Linked DNA regions of Gossypium hirsutum: region 1 is linked to region 2. A link is a contact called in public Hi-C data. All regions are on one chromosome and are shown on one strand. The core of a region is the stretch at or near the end of the contact, and the rest is flanking DNA. Distances in the headings are between cores, read along the strand shown.

Region 1 (4,768 bases), core at 1,426-3,925, 220 kb after region 2:
AATCTTCCATTGAAATGGAGAACACCAACTACGAGGAGGAGCTGAAGAATGATTGCAGGCTTGTTTGCAGTCTCATATACGATATTAATTGCAGAAAAGAACAGTTGTCCCAAATGGAACGTGAATATAACGAGATGACCGCAACTCTTCGAGGACTCATCAATGGCCTCATGGCAAAAATTAACTCCCAAGGACTGTAATCTGTGGGGTTGGGAGCTTCAATATAATGTAACCGTGAGACAGTTGAAGGGCAAGAATGCTGCGTTGCGCCTTGCGTTTGCTGAAGGTACTTTAGATTATATATGTGTATGTAGTGAGCAGAATACTATGTGTTAATTGAATCGTTTGGTACCCATTGATTGATCTATATAAATGTCAGGATTTGAACCCCAAACTTAGCTTTTATTACGGGAACCGGATCAATTTAGGCTCGGATAAGCTTAATGTGTTCAGAACCAGATAAGAACATAATATATGGGAACACTTTGGCCATACGAGGCTAATGCTTATATGATTCGCATTACAGACTACATGCACTGTTAGTTGAATAGCTTTATGATGTATTAATCTATAAAATCTGGGTGTCATATTATGAGTTCCATTGCTATGTTAATCTATGTACTAACAATATTATGAAGTAAGGCAATTTTGTGTACATTATATTGGGATGCAAGCTGAATTCCTATTAATCAGCTTCAACCATACATACATACATACATACATACATACATATATATATATGAAGTTAAGAACGTAAGTGCTGTTAAATGGTACATTACTCAGATTGGTAATATATTGGTGCCGAATGTTCTAAAATTTTACCAGCATTACTGGTAATATATTAATGCCAAATTTGACTAATTATTGTTTATATATATTCAAAAATTTCAGATTTGATAAAGATAAAATGGCAATAATGAATAAAAATACTAACTTTTTGAGATCTTATTTAATGAAGGGAAGTTGAATATGGAAACTAAATCGACCTAAGGGAAATAAAAGCAAAATATGGAAAATATTTCTCGGGAAAACAAGTGTTATCCTTCATATATCTTGATGATTCTCTAACGCCGCCAGTTTTCCCCCCTAAGTTTACAGCAAGAAGAAGAAGAAAAAGAAGACAAACGGCAACGTTAAGCCATTTTCATCCCAGGTTAATTTTATTGTAAATTAAACATTTTTTGTATACATTTTGTTACCTATTTATTTTATGGTTATGATTTGCCGAGTGGACATTTTCAACAATGTGGATTGTATCTGATACAGCCGAAAGAGAATGTGCCTTGTCGAGATCTTGTTGAACTCGTGAAAACTACGAGCGATCAGATTGCTGCTCTAAAGGAACAATTGGAGGAAACATCAGAGGCGTTGAAAGATATGGAAAGCCGATACAGTTGTCTTACGGTGAAACAAATCTTAATTAATCGAGAACTGCAAGATGCTCGAAAAGAATCAATAAGTGTATTTCCTCGTTTTCCTTTGTTTTCTTGGATGTTTTATTTCTTTAGGTGCAAGAAATACCTCTTCGGAATCAGGTATGAAAGTGTTAAACCGAAGACTTCTCTGGTTCTTGATATGCAGGGTCTAAATGATGTATTGACAAGCCGAACAACTCTTGTAGTAAAAAAAATGGGAGAGATCGATCGAAAAGCTTTTGAAGTTGCTAGCTCTGGGAAGTTCCCGAACAAAGATTGGCAAGAAACATGTGCTAAATTATGTTCATTATGGCAACAAAACGTGCAGGATCCGAAATGGCACCCGTTTAAGATGATCAATATCCGAGGCAACTTGCAGGTATGGTGCATACACCAACTATTCTGTTATCCGGTTATCGAAAATCCGTTTTTTTACTAAATGTGCTAAACATATATGTCAGAATCGAGCCAGTTTATTACTCAAACTTATATATATTAAGGGGATAGCTACTCGGTAGTGTAGGAAATAGTAGACGAAGACGACGAGAAGCTGAAGGAGTTGAGAAATGAATACGGTGATGTCGTGTACGAGGCTGTTAGCACCGCATTGATGGAAATGAACGAATATAATGCGAGCGGAAGGTATGCAGTCATTTAAGCTAGTTGAGTGACCCGCAATCTAGTTTATCATTTTTAAAATATTTATAGTCTATGAATTTTGACTTTTCTTCCAATAATATATCTCCAAAATTCTAACTTAACCTTTTTAAACTTTGTCATGTAATTATTATTAGAGTTAATTGCACCAAATATCTCCAAACTATGGCCCTTATTCTAAAATAGTCCTCAAACTCAAAATATTGTAAATTATATTTCCAAATTATCAATATTATATCAATAATGTTCTTCTGTTGTTAAAATCATTAAATGAGACGTCAAATCTTATGAGACATAATTTAAAATAAAAAACTTAAAGAAAAATAAATATATTGTAAAATATTGATTTCAAGGTTTTCGAAGCTATTACAAAAACTATCATTCATTTTCTATTTTACTTTATTTTTAATTTTTATTTTTAAAAGTTGTATCAACAACATTTTACTTTTCTTTAAAAATATCATTTTAAATTAATAGTGTCAATAATAAAAGGATGAGATAAATAGTTTAAAATATTTTAAAGTTGGGAGAATAATTTAAAATAAAGATGCAATATTGTTAATCTAGTACTATTTCATAATATCATTTTATCGTATCAACTTTTAAAGATGACTTTTTTTTTTGAAATATTTTAAAGACAACATTTGAAGATTGATTATAATAATATTGTTGCATGGAAAAAGAATTTCCACGTTAGCAGAAAGGCTTACGCCTGAGGTGTGCTTAGTATTATTAGAAAAGTCAAAGGTCGAGAAAGTCTAAGGCGGGTCACACATATCACACGCCATGCACAGGTTTCCTTATTTCGAGGCTAAAATACCAAAATACCATCACATTTCTTGTTAAATTTATCACTTAATCAACGATCCTCTAAAACGAAGTAAGGACATATTAGAAATTTTAATTGCAATAATATCACCAAATCTGAAAAATTACAAATGAGGCAAAAAAAAATACGAGTAATATTTGGCCATAAAGTGCATATATTCATTCCCTCTAAACCAGTCGGTTAAGCCTCACAATCCAACGTAACCGTAAATCTTTCTTGGCAGCCATGAAATCAGTTCTAAAATCCCTTGCAAACTCAATCTTCCTTGTTCTTTTCATCGTCTTTTCATCTTCTACTCCACTTGTATTGGCTCAATGTGAAGCAGAGACCAAGACTAATGGATGCCATAACTACAGAGAATCCATGAAGCTAAAAATCATTGCCATTGTCGCAATTTTACTATCCAGCATGATTGGCGTGTGTCTACCATTGTTTTCTGGTCAGGTTCCGTCACTTAAACCCGACAGAAACTTGTTCACCATTGTCAAGGCATTTTCCTCCGGTGTTATTCTAGCGACTGGGTACATGCACGTGCTACCGGATTCTTTCAACGACCTTATGTCCGGGTGTTTGCCTGAAAACCCATGGAGGAAGTTCCCTTTCACAACCTTCGTCGCAATGCTGTCGGCTGTGTTGACCCTTATGGTGGATTCATTTGCAATGAGTGTATACAAGAAACGTTGCGGTAAAGCTTTAATGGCGGATGCTAACAATGGTGGTGGATTGGAAAATACGAACGTTGTACCAATCGATAATTTTGAACATGGCCATAGCCATTCACTTGAGATGAATGACGACGTATCATCACAATTGTTAAGGCATCGAGTTATTGCTCAGGTATATTGAATCCTCAAATTCAATGGTTTTGCTTTTCAAGTCTTTACATTATATATTTCCTAAATGTAGGTATTAGAGTTGGGAATTGTAGTTCATTCAGTGGTGATTGGTCTTGCAATGGGAGCCTCTGGCAATCAATGCACCATTCGATCACTCATTGCTGCCCTTTGCTTCCATCAAATGTTTGAGGGGATGGGACTTGGTGGATGCATACTGCAGGTAACCCCCTACATTGCACTATTTTCTCATTCAAACATCCATTTAGTGTACAATATTGATTAACATTATGTTTGATATGTGCAGGCTGAATATGAGATAAAAATGAAAGCAATCATGGTATTCTTCTTTTCAGCCACAACGCCACTTGGAATAGTTCTGGGAATTGGTTTGTCCAAGGTTTACAGTGAGACGAGTCCAACTTCACTTATGGTGGTGGGACTACTTAATGCTTGCTCAGCAGGGTTGCTGAATTACATGGCACTGGTTGATCTCCTTGCAGCTGATTTTCTGGGCCCTAAGCTTCAAACAAATATGAAGCTCCAGGCTTGGTCATATGTTGCAGTTTTACTTGGTGCTGGATTTATGTCTTTGATGGCAAAATGGGCTTAGTCATTTCAACATATACATGTCTTTTTGTAGTTTTTTAATCTTTTTTTTTTTTATGCTTCAACTGATGAGTTTATAGTGAATCAACACTTATTCAATCAATTATAAAAATTAGGCAAAGAATTTAGGCAACAAGGCTTGAATATTGATCTTTAAGATCGTTTACTCCAGATTGCAGGGCTCATCACAAAGTATATATATCAGAAAAGTATGCAAACTTCAATTTTGTGTCAATATCATTATAATTTAAACTGTTTAATATTACATCAGATGTAGATGTCTTTAAGCCAATGCTTATAGCCACAAAGTCTCTTTGGTGCAAGCTATAAGGACAGAGTTATGCTATAAATAAACAAATAAATGTTGTCTAAAACCCTTCTCCTCAAATAAATGTTGTATATATATATTATTGAGAAGATCACTA
Region 2 (5,077 bases), core at 1,086-3,585:
ACTTGTGACCAGCATCTACCCCGTTAATCGGCTTATAGAATGCGGAGTGTTAGTTACTGGGCTCACTCTAATAGATACATCGAGAAATTAAAAAAAATGGAATAAAAATTATAGTAAATTTAACATTTGAAGTTGTTTAAAGTTATAAATTAAATTAGTAATATATAAGAGATATTTTTATTTGTGTTTATAGAGAATTGAAGGAATAAAATTTTAATATTAACCATAAATTAGCGAATAATATCTTCAAAATTTAACGTTATAATAGTGAAATAATATCAAACATGCAATCGATTACATTATTTTATTTTTAATTTTTATTAAATATAGTCAACATTATATTTGAAAATCAATATTACATATTGAGAATTAATTATTATGAACACTTCATTGGGGTTTTTCTTTTTACATTAATAAAATAAAATAAATAAATAAATACCAGAATAAGATAAGGGGATTAATATTTATGACAATAGGCAAATGAAATAGTGAAATATCGGTGTCACTTGACCAATCGACGGCACCACTTTATTAAAAAAATTTTCGGGTGCAACCTGATCAATCGACGACACTAAACTAAAATGTGATGATCTAAAAACTCCAGGGGCCTTAAATGTAAGTTTTTCGTTTTAATTGGCGGTTGATTCAAACTTTAAAAGGATAAATTTCACCCTAAATCCCCCTTATTACATTAATTTCAGTAAGACATTAATTGTTTATGGTTCCTTTCCCCTCATTTACCTTGGGTTCTTCTTCCATGGAATATTGTTAACACCATCTCAATATTCTAATCTTCTACCGTCTTTCTTTTCAAGTATTCCCAATGGAACAACTGGCATTCTTTTAATTTTATCAGATTCCTTCACCCATATGGTAATTAACAATATACAATTTGCCTTCCTCTCCTTCTAAACTACCCATTTCATAATTTTATTGCAATTTGTTGTTTACAAACAAGACGTCTTGTCGTTTAACTATTTCATTTCACTATTCTCATAAATATTAATCTCTTTATCCTATCCTGTATTTATTTATTTTATATTATATTATTAACGTAAAAAATCTTTTATTGTGACTTGTGGAAACGTGGAATGAAAATCAAGTAGGGTTTTTTTTTAGTTTTTCTTGAATTAAAATGCAACCAATAAGAATAATTGATATTTTAATTTAATAAAAATAAAAATAATTAATGTTTGAGTATTTAATTTTAAAAATGATCAAGATGTAATTACAACAATTAATTTTAAAAGTTATTAAAGATATTTATATATGTCAATTTTTTATAATTATTAATGACATACATATAAATTAATTAATAGTGTGTCTCTCAAAGATGATATTAATAACGGCGGAGTCAGAAAATGTTTTTGAGAGACCGGAATTAATATGAAAATATACAATTTAATTAATTTAATAGTTTTTATAATATTTAAAGAATTAATTTTTTTATCATTTTAAGGAAGAACCAAATATAATCTTATTTTTATTAATTTAAAATTTTATAAATTATAAATATTATACATAATATTTTTTTTTATTTTACGGACCGGATACTGTCGGCTCCTATAACTATGTAAGCGTTGAAAACATCCTTCCTTATTGCATGTCTTTTTCTACTTTGGCAGTGGTGTGCTTTCTTTGATTCTAGCTGCCCATTTTAGATAAAATTTCCAAAAAGATATTATATGAGAAATAGTTGGTTGAAGAAAGAAAAAGCAAAAAAGGCAGAAAAAATAAAAAATAAAAAATAAAAAAATGGAAAATGACCTTGCATGAAACTACTCATGCAATTGGTTCAACTCATTCACTCTACCTTTCAAAAGCTTTATTTAATACATGGATGCTTAATAATTCATTTATTTAATAACTTATTTTAGGGATCGAACATATGTCTTTTTTATTTTCTAGTTTATTTTCTATTTCAGTATATTTTACATCTAAACTATATAGATTTTTTTATATAGATATAAATTTTATGTAATCAATCAATTTAATAAATTAAATTTATTTCTGTTTAGTTTAGAGTTATAAATAGAGATAATTAGAGTAAAAAATCATTTATATATTTTATGATTGTCAACATTTCTGTCAAAAACAAGTATATATTTGCACCAATTCATCCGAGTTAGTGCAAACATATTAAATATTTATATGTATATAAATTGGGGTGTTAAGAAAACCATGAAATTAATAAAGATGTAATTGTCATTTACTAATCCTATAATTAAACTTAATCTCATTTTCTTTCCATCTCAAAACTTAAAAAGCAAAAAAGAAGAAGGAAAACCACTTTGCTTAGTTGGTAAAAGCGAAAGTTGCGAGTATATAGAATATTTTCCCATTAAAATATGTTTTGGTATACGACATTTTAGGCTAGTTGGCTAGTCATTACTGAGCTGTTTCCACGAGACTTCCTTTCTTTTAAAGTAAAATGAAGTCATCTTTCTCAAATCACTACTTTCTGGGTTTGCTCTGTTAAGAAAAAGAAAAAAAGACAGAAGGGGGAAAATTATAAGTTACTGATCATAGCCAAAAGGTACGCCATCTGCTTTGCTCTTACTCTTTTGAAATACTTGTCCGTATAAATAAGCTTAGGCAGGCAGTTTTAACCATGAAAATGGACTTCTTTTATGCTTTAAATCTTTTTAGCTTTAAGATTTTGAGTCCTGCACTTTTTGGATTTAAAATCTTCATCTTTCCGTTCAAATTTACCCTTAGTGTTGTTGACCTGACAAATATAAAAAGATCAAATAAATATTTTAGCCTTAATTTGATCTTTACTTTTTAAAATTACATAAAAATTCAGAATTAAAAAGAAAACATATTTTCAGTAAAATCCATTAAAAAAATTGTGGAAAACACTCTTTAAAGTTCGTGGAAAAAAGGGATAAGAAGGGGTGACTATGAGGAAAGCTGCATAAGCACTTTTGTTTGTGATCTATCAACAACTTGTGCCTTCCACATACTGCAATATGGTTATTAAGAGGTTGAGTACTGACTTATTGTGTAGAAGAGGATTTGTAGTAGATCTAATAATCATGAGTTGGGTCAATATAAAAATTTTAGATTTATTTTTCAGGTTAGGACTTGGCTCAACTAAAAAAATGGGGACAACATTTTTGCTTAAGTTTAACCCAGATGAAAAAAAAAAACTAAATTTAAACCCATCCATATTAATTTTTTAGATTATTTCTTTATATAAAAATAAATCTAAAAAATATAATACAACAAATACTCTAAAAATATTAAAATAAATGTTTCTCAACAAATTGAAATATGTTAAATAAAAATTTTATACTTAACACTAACATAGTTGCAACTTAGCAAATAAATATTTCTAAAATAATAGCAAAATTAAAAATAAAATAAGAGCTATACAATATCTAAATAATAGTAGCAAAATAGTAGTAATATAAGAGTAAAACAGTAGCAAAATAACAACATAACAGTAAAAAACAACAACATAAAAGCAGTAAACAGCAGCAAAAAAATAGTTAAATTCGGGTCAGGTCCAAACTAAAAAAATCTTGTCTGAGCCTCGGCCTATTTCAAACGCGAATCTTTTTTTTGTTCGAAGCTTATTTTTTGGGTTTATATTATTACCTAAACTCTTTATGTTTTGGATGGACTTTGTAATTCGACTCATGATCAAGTCTATTTTATGGTGAACGGTTGGAAAAATGGTTTGATAGGGTACTAAAATTAAATGAAAAATCATTTAAAAAACAAATTAAATATTCAAACATTAAATATATATTTTATATATAATTGTTTTGAACTAAATTAACAAAATACTTTGATACTGCTTGTAGAAAAAAAAAACAGTACACCAAACAATCACCTGTTTAATCAAAATATAAGAAATAGGTATAATTTTGAATTAGTTGAAAATAATTTAAATAATAATTAGAAAACTATTTTTTAAAAGATGTGTTGTAAAATTTATTCAAAGTGTAAAAGACAAATTATTCCTTCAAGGCTTAGCAAAAAAATAAAAAAACTATTCCTTCAAAAAAAGATAATTATTAAAAAAATATAGTTAGATATATGTCTATATTAATAAAAGATTATCTATTAACAAAATTACTTTACTTTAATTGTCATAAAGTAAAACATTAATCTCATATTTATATTTTTAAGATTATGCAAATGTGTTCTTTTTAAAAACTATATAAGATAATTCAAGTTTTGGTCTTTGTTGTCGCCGTGGTTATTCAGTTTGCTCTCTCGATGGAGATTGTTATTGCCATCGTTGGCTCTATTGTAGCTAAAGCTGTAGAGTATACGATCTCTCCTATCAAAAACCATGTCAAATACCTTTCCAATCATCAGAAAAATGTTGAGACCCTCAAGAACCGAGCTAATAGGCTGAAAGATGCAAGGGACGGAGTGCAGCATTCTGTTGATGCAGCTAAACGAAACGGTGAGGAGATCGAAGGTGATGTTGACAAGTGGCTGTCTGCAGTCGACAAAAAGATCCTTGAACAAGTAGAGAAAGTGATGCAAGATGAAGAAAAAGCAAAGAAAAAGTGTTTCATTGGTTTGTGTCCTAATTTCAGGACTCTTTACAAGCTTAGCCTGAAAGCTGAAGAGGAGGCAAAGGCTGTTGCCGAGCTACTTGAACATGGCAAGTTTGAAAGGGTTTCCTATCGTGCAGCTCCGCAAGGTATCGTGGTTGCAGCAGTTAAAGGTTATGAGGAATTCGAGTCAAGAAGGTCGATTTTGAACGGAATAATGGAGGCACTAAAAGATGATAGTGTCAGCGTTGTTGGGGTGCATGGTATGGGCGGGATTGGAAAAACAACGCTGGTCAAAGAAATCGCTAGAAAGGTCAAGGGCAAGTTGTTTGATTCGGTTGTCATAGCAACCGTAACTCAAGCCATCGATATTGAGAAGATTCAGAACCAAATTGCAGACTTCTTGGGCTTGAAATTTGAGGAACAGAGTATGGTTGGAAAGGCATTTCGACTACGAGAAAGATTGAAGGAGAAGAGGATTCTGGTTGTGTTGGATGATATTTGGGAAAAGTTAGATATTGAGGAAGTTGGGATTCCTTTGGGAGATGAACACAAGGGAT

The links. Hi-C and Micro-C count contacts between places; a contact is called where the count stands out from the background.
Region 1: a contact with region 2 is called in a Hi-C map of leaf, with 5 times the contacts expected there. The contact joins the promoter of LOC107941477 here to the promoter of LOC107934407 in region 2. A contact is called at or near these places in 2 of 34 Hi-C or Micro-C datasets (callus and leaf).

What each region holds. Positions count from the first base shown.
Region 1 is chrD10:64,488,313-64,493,080 of Gossypium_hirsutum_v2.1, forward strand. It overlaps LOC107941477 (zinc transporter 7), which reads left to right and starts at 2,676. Exons shown (of 3, transcript XM_016875044.2): 1 at 2,676-3,738; 2 at 3,808-3,957; 3 at 4,042-4,608. The coding sequence starts at 3,127. The coding sequence ends at 4,347. It overlaps LOC107941484 (factor of DNA methylation 1), which reads left to right. Exons shown (of 6, transcript XM_016875053.2): 2 at 1-286; 3 at 1,092-1,153; 4 at 1,267-1,461; 5 at 1,582-1,794; 6 at 1,934-2,176. The coding sequence starts at 163. The coding sequence ends at 1,945.
Region 2 is chrD10:64,270,144-64,275,220 of Gossypium_hirsutum_v2.1, forward strand. It overlaps LOC107934407, which reads left to right and starts at 2,336. Exons shown (of 10, transcript XR_005919913.1): 1 at 2,336-2,536; 2 at 4,219-5,077.